3 separate regions of the Sus scrofa genome follow, and regions 1 and 2 are each linked to region 3. The links are chromatin contacts, called in public HiChIP or PLAC-seq maps. All regions are on one chromosome and are shown on one strand. The core of a region is the stretch at or near the end of the contact, and the rest is flanking DNA. Distances in the headings are between cores, read along the strand shown.

Region 1 (3,176 bases), core at 10-2,509, 95 kb before region 3:
AATGGTTAATCCCACCTCCTGGGGAACTGGGCCTTGAAGTGGACTTTGAAGGAGCAGTAGAATCTTGCTGGATGGAAATGAGGCATTTGGTGAACTCAGTTGGTATCTGTCTGAAATGATTTTGCAGCTCCTTGACCTTGGGGCTTGCTCTCTTGTGCTCTTGGACCCTTTATTTAGACCAAGCACAAACAAGATCCCAGACATCTGAAACTGACAGTGGGTCTTGCTGGGTTGTAGTGGCTGGAGGTAAAGGAGTAGGTCCATAGCCTGAGAAACGCTTTTATCTTTGGAGACCCACAGGGCCCCCAGCCCTTCTGCCTGTAGCACCAGCAGGCAAGCAGGCAGGCAGACCCCATCCCCCAGCCAGGGCCAGGACGGGAGATGGATAGAGCTGGGCCCACAGCCATTTCTGCTCCGTCTGGCATCCGTCGGCTCTGCCCAGACAGACAGGCCAGCTGGTGTGCCATCGTCTGGCTGCAGCTAGGCAGGCCAGAGAGGGAAGCTTAAGAAACCCACCCAAGTCAGCAGGATGGTAGATAGGGGTTTGAGAAGATGCTACCCCCACAGGTCTTAGCTCAGGCATCAGGAGTTTGCCAAGGGCTCAGATGGCAGCCAGCCCCAGGAGATGACAGTTGGGGGGCCATCCTGGGGTGTTTTCCTCTGTCCCAGCAGGTGGGCAGAATGCAGTCGACTTCGTCCAGGCTCTGGGCTGAGAGCTGTCTCCCTCCTGCATTCTTGCTAAGAGAGACTAATGGTTTCCCAGTCCATGGTACCTTCAGCTTGGGCTCTGAATCCCTGCTATGCCATGGGAACTAGGGAAACAAAGCTCTGGCACTCTGAGCTGCTGTGCTCCCGAGTGCCCGGCCTCTGGACAGGGGGTAAAGACGTGGACATAGCTCGTCACCCAAGAGGCAGAAGCAGGAAGTCTTTGAATGGTCAGGTGAAGTGCTGTGGGCTTCAGGCAAAGTTAGGTCCCTTTAACTGGGGATCAGGGAAGCACCAGGAAGATGTGGTGTCTGAATGGGCTTTCAGTGTGGGCAGGCTTAGACGAGGAGATGAAAGGAGGAGGGGACTGTGGGGAAAGGACATTCCCAGGGAGATGAAATGGTGTGAACAAAGGCGTGGGGGTGGGGGACTGACTGAAGAGCTTGTTTGCAGAACAACAAATCCATTTGGCTGGAGCAGAGGGTTCTGGAAGGGACTGGCAGGAGATGAGTCTGTGAGGTAGCCTGGGGCCAGCCTGGGAAGGACTTGGAATGCAGAGCGGTGGCGTTTTGGCCTCGATTCAGTGGATGATGGGCAGCTACTGAAGAGTTTTGAGCAGGAGAGGGATGTGCTGAGGGCTGTCTTTTCAGGGAGATTGATCTGGCAGTGAGTCTGGATGGGTGAGCCCTCGGGCCAGCCTGCTCTCTCCCCATCCCCTCATGCCTGCCAGTGACCCCTAGAATGTCACATTCTGTCCCAGGCCAGTCTCCCCAGGGCTGCCATCTGCTCCTGGATGCAGTGGGAGCTGTCACCCTCTGGCTCCTGGCTGCTCTCTGGTCTGGCTCTCCCCAGGAGCTCTGAGGGGCACCTTGCAGGCGGTAATTGGGTTTCCAAACAGCGCGTGCTCCTTCGTCACAGCCACTCATTCTGACGCAGGCCATGCCATCGAAGCACTCTGTCTCCTGCGGGCCCCCAGCTGGACTGGGCTGCTTGTTCCTGGACTGAGCGTGGCTGCTGCAGGGACCTGATGCTCCCTCTGAGTGCTGTGGGAGAGGAGGCTCAGGGAGCCCTCTCCCCCATCAGTCAGGGCTGCTTCGGCCCCATGCAGGAGGCTTGTGAGCCATGCCTTGGGGGAGGGGACTTTAGTTCTGGGGAGTGCTGCTTAGCACACTTGGGTCCTAGGCCCTCCTCAGCCCAGCAGGAAAAAAAACAGCTCCTAAAGGAGCAGTAGCTCCCGTGACCCACCTGGCTCTCCAGATGAAACGTGGGAAATGAGTATCTTATATTCTGCCACAAGACAGGAGCAAGAGGAGCTTCTTTGGCCTCTCCCCCAGTTCCCACCCCCAAAACCATCCCCACGTCCGCATATCCATGCCTTGGGAGTTGGAGAAGTTAGAGTGGATGATGTGGCGCTCCTGGTGTGCTGCACCCCCTGCCTGACCCCCCACCATCAGCTTCCAGAGAACTGACTCTGCCAGACTGTCAGGCCCCATCCTCCAGCCCCGGGAGGTAGAGGCCACAGCTGCTGTGGATCAGTCAGCCAGGACAGAGGGGGGTCTGGCTGAGGGCTTGCTGCCTGCTGGTCAGAGCCTGAGTCCCCAGCCTAGCACTTCTGGCTTCCTCAGACCACAGAACTGCCCTTGAGGGCCCCCTGCCTTGGACATGGCTTTGAAGGCCAGCCGGGGGGATTTGAGGAGGTGGACAGTGGAGGAGAGAAGGAGGGCTTGGGGAGCCTGAGGCAGGCAAGATGCCAGGCCTTCTGCTGCAGAGCTGCGGGTGCCTGGGATGACTGGGTATGCACTTGCACTCTGTGTCCAGCAGAGGGCAGCCGGACACTGCTTTTTGCCACACACCCACCTCCCACCTCCTACCCTGCCAAGACCTCCAGGTTCCTGGCTTGCCTCTTTTTTTTTTTTTTTTCCTTTATTTTTCGGCTGCACCTGCAGTATTTGGAAGTTCCCAGGCTAGGGGTCAAATCTGAGCCTACACCACAGCCACAGCAATGAGGGATCCAAGCCACATCTGTGACCTACCCCACAGCTCATAACAGCACCAGATCTTTAACCCACCGAGCGAGGCCAGGGATCGGACCTGCATCCTCATGGATACTAGTCAAATCCATAACCCTCTGAGCCACAGCAGGAACTCCCTGCCCTGCCTCTTTAACATATTCTGTCTCCTGGTGAGCAAGGCCTGGGTTGAGCCCGAATTCTCTTTACCCCCAAGTACCCTTGCCCTGAGATCTCTCAAAGGTGGGCTGGGGTGGCCATAGAAAGTGAAGGAGAACGAGTGGGAACTCCCTGCTTGCCATGTGACCCCACCTCCAAGCCATATTCCCCTGCCTTCCCAGGGATGGTGACCACTATGATGCCCTGAGGGACTGCCTGAAGGCCATCTCCCTAAATCCATGCCACCTGAAGGCACACTTCCGCCTGGCCCGATGCCTCTTTGAGCTCAAGTACGTGGCTGAG
Region 2 (3,136 bases), core at 346-2,845, 74 kb after region 3:
CAAAAGAAATTTGCACTAACAAATACGGAATTTCATCCATCCCAGGAAAACGTGGCCTTTTTGGGGAAAAGAAAAAGTTACTAGCCTGGCATCAACTCTGAATTGAGAATCAAGTCTATGCACCAATAGTTGGTGAACTTTCTTGTACAGGCCACACAGCAAGGATTCAAACTGAGTTTGCTGAGGTTCTGACACACTTCAATGTGACTTTTACAATTTAGAAATGGTCCTTTTCAACTCACAGGCTGAACAAAGGGTTACAATTTACTGTCTAGAGATCAAGACCCAGCCTGTCCCCATGCCAGAATTCAAGTAACTCAACTATACTTCAGTAAAATGAATTTTTTTTTCAAAAGTCAGTTCAAGTGTCTAGGACCCGACCTCTCCCCCAATGTGTGACAAAGCAAACTTCCTTTAAGTGGACAGTGAATTCTCCCTGGCTCAATGATTCTCAAAGGAAACACCTTCGTGTTGGTAAGCATTGCACTTTACTGTGTGACCTTGGGCAAGTTACTTAACTCCTCTGAAATTTAAGTTTCCTTATGTGCAAATTCTCAAGGGTAGCTGTAAAAATTAAATAAGAACATATGCCTAAACCAGGTATGACACATAGTAGGAGCACCATAAATGTTCCCCTTCCTCCTCCTAGTCCACCTGAACTCTTTTGGGCCTAAATTTCAATCAAAACCCCAAGAGGCTCCAAGGATTCCTTCCTCTTCTGTCTCTATGGAGACCTATATAAAACTTCCCCATCTCAAAGGCTCTAGGATCCTGGAGGACCAAGACAAGCACACTCCACCCCACTATAATCTGGGTTTACCCAGACCCTTCCTGGATGGGCCCCCGGAGCCAACTCTTCTCCTTACTCTGCAGACCATCCTGTAGACAGACAGACAGACACACACACACACACACACACACCTCCCTGCCACTCTGCAACTTAGGCCTAAAATCTCAAAAAGCACCTCAGTGCCTTCAGGGCCCTGAGATGGAAACTGAGGCTCCACCTGGGGAAGAACTTGCCCAATATCTCGGACAATGTCTGGGATCCAACTCTTGCACATCTGCCTGCAAAGGCTTCGCTTTACAAATGGGGGAAATGAGGCCCAGAGAGGGAAGTGACTTGCCCAAGGTCATACAACGAGTTGGTGGCAGAGCCAAGTCAGCTTGGGGCACTTCTCAGCTTCACAGGCCCCTCCAAGCCCACGAGGGGATCTCCGGGACACCTCCTCCTGGGGGAGGGAGGAGTGTACGGCAAGACACTACCCCGCGTTGCCGCTCCCCCGGCCTCTGCCGGTCCGCGACAGGAGGCGCGGCACCCACTCCCCCGAGACACAGAGCGGCTTGGGAGGGGCGGCCAGGTCGGCCCGGCGCCTCTGGGCCGGGCCCGCCCGCAGGGACTTGTTGCTCACCTTGTATCGTGCGGTCGCCCTCAGAGACGGAGGGGCTGGCCGGCCGCCTTTCTCTGCACGGGGTCTGCTCTCGCAGGCCGCCCCGCCGGCTGCCACACAGCCAGACCCCCCCCCTCAGCGCGCTACGCCCCCAGCCGCGATCACCCGGCACGCGTCCGCCATTACGCGATTCCCCGCCCTGGGATGCGGCCACACCCCGCCAACCGCCCTGATTGGTTCTCTGCCCCACCCGCCGGGGGCTTCCGGGTATTCCATTGGCCCGAGTGGAATGTCAGTTAAATAGCTACGCAAACGACGTACTCAATAGTACAGTCCCGGGAGCTCCACCCGAGCTACTTCCGCAATCGGAGTAAACAGCAAGGGGCAAACCAAATGAAGTGGGGGTGGATTTTAAACTTAAAAAAATTCCTAAATTCGAAGTAGGAGAGTCCCACCTAAGAAAATGTAAAACCTTGTAAAAGTGTATCAAATGGCTAATCCTCTTTGTTAGAGTTCAAAGAGCCAGAATCTCTGGTGGAAGGAAGGGGCCAGGCCCATGAACTTTCTGTAGCCACCCCTCAAGTTGCAGATATTTTTGACACTTTCCTCCGGGTCTCCCGCGGGGCAGAAAAAAGGGTGGGGAGAGTGAGTCATAGACTCCAGCCCGCTGCTAAGGGATTCATCCGGGGCGAGGCCCGGGGTCCTGTGACTGGGAGCTGGTTCTGAAAGGCCAGGGTCAGGTGAGTTGGACCCTGGTTCAGCCGCCACCTCACTCTGTTACCTCAGACAACTCTGAACTTATCTGGGTCTCAGTTTGTCCTTCCGCAAAATAGGAGTAGTCATGTCTGCCTCGTGTTCTAGAGTGCTTGTTAAGGATTCATGCATGAATGGGAATATGTGTGTCTTATCGATTATAAAAGGTTGCTGGCTGGATATCGAGATGACAAATTAACAGGTTAGCAAAGGAACCTCATTTAGGTATTCTGGAGCAACTGTGTAAGGCAGATACTGTCCTCGGTTTGCAGAAGTGAAAACGGAAAACTCCATGACTTACCCTGAGTCACCCAGAGGATATGAAACGACCTTGGGACTCAAACCTGTATCTTTTGGCTTCCATTCATGTATTTCTCCCTTCTGGGACTGGTGTCTCCTGAAAAAGACTTCCCTCCCCAACATCGTAGCATTCCAGGGAGGGTCTTGAAGATGCCTGGCCAGTCTCCCATCTCTCTGGCTACCATAGACTTAGGCACAGTCCACCCCCCAGCTATTGTTAATCACCAAGGTTCCTGGGAAAAGTGATCCTAGGGGTGCACATGAGCTGTTTCTGGGGTCCTCAGAAGCAGGAAGTGAGCCAGGGATGAAAGAGATGACAGATGGGTCAGCTAAGGCAGAATCCCAAACAAAGGGAGTTCCCTTTGTGGCTTAGTGATTAACGAACCTGACTAGGATCCATGAGGATGAAGGTTCAATCCTTAGCTTCACTTAGTGGGTTAAGGATCCGGTGTTGTCATGAGCTGTGGTGTAGGCCGCAGATGCAGCTTGGATCCCGTGTTGCTGTGGCTATGGCTGTGGCAGTGGCTGCAGCTCGGATTTGACCCATAGCCTGGGAACTTCCATATGCCACGGGTGCGGCCCTAAAAAGAAAAAAAAAGAAAAAAAAAAAAAAAAATCCCGAACAAGGACACAGAGCGCCAAGATGGGCATCTCCATGCCAGGACTTAAGTCCAGGTCTCTGCTCTCAGAAC
Region 3 (2,881 bases), core at 104-2,603:
GGGACCCACTGTCAGACTGTATCCCCACACATCCAGACACGTGCCCAGCCCTGAAAATCTTGATGTCGCAAACACACCCAAGAATCCACTGGACCAGATCCTTATAAATATATTTATATCAGAGAAAACAAGGCACTTTGGGAACATTACGGCTTACTTCCCTACACATACATCATTCTAGACAGAAAGTAAAAATTGGTTAATTTCTCAAGTGAGTTAACTGAGTAAAGTTAATACAATAACAAAATTGTTCCCTAGCCCTTCCTGAAGCACAGGATGAGGCACATCTCTGAGCCTACCCCCTCCCCGTGGCTGCTCCTTTGGAATGTACTCATCTCACAGCCACGGCAGAGCCACAGGTCACTTTTGACACTGCTGGTCCCAGGTCAGCTGGACCCCAAGTTGGTTGGACCTCAAAGCCTGATGTCCTCAGGAAGCCTGACAGCTCTCCGAGCAGAAGCCCCTGGCCTTGGGGCACTGCCCCCCCCTCCCTAGGCCTAAGGTCAGGTGAGGGGGGTGCAGCGGGAGGCAGGCTGAGAGCAGAGCTGGGACACGGTGGGAATGCTTAAGCAGGGTCACCAAAGCCACAGAGACCTCAATCTGTTCGAGCTGGCGCTGCAGAGCCGGAGGATCGGCGCCACGGGAAGAGATTTCACATTAGCCCTGACAACACCGCCATAGCTCTGCGGTGACATTGGCCAGGGTCGTTTCTGAGGACGCTTGAGCTTCTGTTGAAGGCGAGCTGGAGCCTGGGCCAGCTGCTCTGAGCCTCCAAGGGATGGCTGCGCCTACCCCCTCCCCGTGGCTGCTCCTTTGGAATGTACTCGTCTCACAGCCACGGCAGAGCCACAGGTCACTTTTGACACTGCTGACTGGAAGCTGGGTCCCTGGGCCACAGGAATGGGGCAGGTCCCCTGGGCTGGGCAGACCAGGGAAGGGGGGGGTGGCTCCTTGGCTTCAGCCCTTGGAGTCCTCAGGGGCCACTGCTCCATACTCTTACCAGCCTTAGCCCAGTTTAGAGAATCACTAAACTTCGCATTCTACAATTACAGGATTCCAAAGACACACAATTACCTGCACAGGGTCCTTTATCATCTTAAAGGGCTCTAGGTTTAAAGAAGCTTTTTTTTTTTTTTTTTTTTTCTTGGTGCACATATGCATAAGTAGCGCCCAGAGGGCCTCTCGGCTGACTGGGTCCCCAGCCCCCCGAGCTGAGGAGGCTTCGCAAGGCCGGCTGCTACAAAGCACCGAGCTTGGCTGCATAGATTTTAATGAGAGCGTCAGGCAGAGCTGTGCTGTTGCTCTCCGGGACTTGCAGATCATTACCAAACCAGCTGTAGGATGAGAACACAGCACATCGAAACCCTAGGAGGTCACTGAGCTAATGATCTAATCCTACCTTCCGCAGGCAGTGCCCCCCCTCCCCCTCCTGCCCCCAGCCCTTTCCATGGCGGGCTCTGTCCATTCCAGAAGCCAGGCCAACACCGCCCCCTTCAAGGTCAGAGCAGAATGATAGTGAGTGGCGCTGGCTCCCCCTTTTCCGGAAAGGAGGGGGATGGGATAATTTAGTCAAAGCCATTAGGCCCAAACCCTGGCCTGGCCTGGCCAGGCCCCAGGGCTCCTATTTAGGAGAACCACTGCCCTCTGCCTGCGCTTCAGCCACTGCTGGGCTGCAGCCGGGGGCACCTTCAACAGCCATTTTAGAGCTCTAAAGAAAGCACCCTCGGCTTCCAGGGCGCAGGGCGGGAAGCAAGGTGGGAGCGCACACAGCCTGGTACGCTCAGCAGCTCAGCACGGGAGCCTGGGGCCAGAGACACCTGATCTGGGGAGAAGAAGGAGGGCACACTCCGGAGCAGCCCCTGCAGGAGAGCGTGCTGGCCTCGAAAGGCTCAGTCCCCACGCCCCAAGTTCAAGGAGGGCAAGCAGAGGGGGAGCATTCAGCCAGGGCATGGCGGCAGTGCCCGTGATTACACGCTCTCCTCAAGCCGGAGGGGTTTATGAGGGCTTTGGCAATTACTATAACCATTTGCTGTGCTGGGTAGAGACAGATCCTGTTTCTCTTTGTTTCAGGGCTCTGAAAGCCAGCAAAGCCAGTTTCAGCACAACAGGCTACACAATAGTTAGGGCAGAAGAGAAGAAACCTCACTGTTGGCCAAAGCTGACCAGTTTTTTTCTGAATAATAGCACCTGTGTATTAGCTCTGAGAAAAGGGGGGAGCGAGGGAGGGAACATCACTGTATGCAGTGAGAAGGGAGCTGAAGACAAGACCCAGAGTCCTTCTGCCTTTAGCTTGCCCCTCGGCTGCCAGGCCCCCCAGGCAGCTACCTGCGGCGGCTGCCAGCCTGAGGGACTGAAGTTTCTACAGCTGGCAGAATCAATGCCTAAACTGGGGAAATAAAAGGGGGAGGAGCTGCAGGGGAATTGAAAGCAGCACCTGTCCTGCTGCCTAGCCCCTTCCTTCTCTCACTACCTCTGGTTCCCCCAAAAAGGCAGCTCTCCAGGCCAGGTGCTTGGCTGGTGATAGGAAAGGGAGAGCAAAGAATTACAAGAGGCTACAAGGCTCTAAGCAGCACTGAGAGGCCTGGCACGGGCCCTGAGCCCTTCTACTGGGCCTCTGCTATGGTGAGGTCCACAGTAGTACAGCGCCAATGCTGCTCTGCCAGGGCTCCAGCAGGTGCCCTCTATTTGGTCCCAGAAAGCACAAGTGACTTGAAACCAGGAACTCTGGGCTCTAGCTCTGATACTATCCAACTGTGCGACCTTGAGCAAGTCACGTCCCATCTCTAGGCTTTAGCATCGTTAAGAAGGCAGGACCCAAGGAGTTCCACCGTTCTTCTAGTCCTGCAGTTCCAGGTCTCTAGAAGCTTGGCTCCTGACAGCC

The links. HiChIP or PLAC-seq counts read pairs in DNA pulled down with a chosen protein or histone mark.
Region 1: an H3K27ac HiChIP or PLAC-seq map of skeletal muscle shows a contact between it and region 3, with 2.5 times the contacts expected there. The contact joins two enhancer-like sites. A contact is called at or near these places in 14 of 47 Hi-C or Micro-C datasets (adipose tissue, alveolar macrophages, brain and 9 more) and 1 of 2 datasets of contacts at active chromatin or transcription factors (skeletal muscle).
Region 2: an H3K27ac HiChIP or PLAC-seq map of skeletal muscle shows a contact between it and region 3. The contact joins the promoter of WASF2 here to the enhancer-like site in region 3. A contact is called at or near these places in 4 of 47 Hi-C or Micro-C datasets (embryonic fibroblasts, epiblast stem cells, omental adipose tissue and 1 more) and 2 of 2 datasets of contacts at active chromatin or transcription factors (alveolar macrophages and skeletal muscle).

What each region holds. Positions count from the first base shown.
Region 1 is chr6:84,526,877-84,530,052 of Sscrofa11.1, forward strand. WDTC1 (WD and tetratricopeptide repeats 1) reads left to right here. Exons shown (of 15, transcript NM_001135964.1): 12 at 3,056-3,176. Among named protein-coding and RNA genes, the nearest start is that of TMEM222, 18 kb to the right of the region's middle. Within about 2 kb of position 1,260, at least 16 of the 83 cell types and tissues checked have an H3K27ac peak or open chromatin away from gene starts, as enhancers often do. A contact at or near this core is called in skeletal muscle, where this site is marked.
Region 2 is chr6:84,695,833-84,698,968 of Sscrofa11.1, forward strand. WASF2 (WAS protein family member 2) reads right to left here and starts at 1,596. Exons shown (of 9, transcript NM_001258444.1): 1 at 1,413-1,596. It overlaps LOC102165025 (a long non-coding RNA gene), which reads left to right and starts at 1,978. Exons shown (of 2, transcript XR_298616.3): 1 at 1,978-2,131.
Region 3 is chr6:84,621,653-84,624,533 of Sscrofa11.1, forward strand. WASF2 (WAS protein family member 2) reads right to left here. Exons shown (of 9, transcript NM_001258444.1): 9 at 90-2,881. Among named protein-coding and RNA genes, the nearest start is that of GPR3, 13 kb to the left of the region's middle. Within about 2 kb of position 1,354, at least 26 of the 83 cell types and tissues checked have an H3K27ac peak or open chromatin away from gene starts, as enhancers often do. A contact at or near this core is called in epiblast stem cells and skeletal muscle, where this site is marked.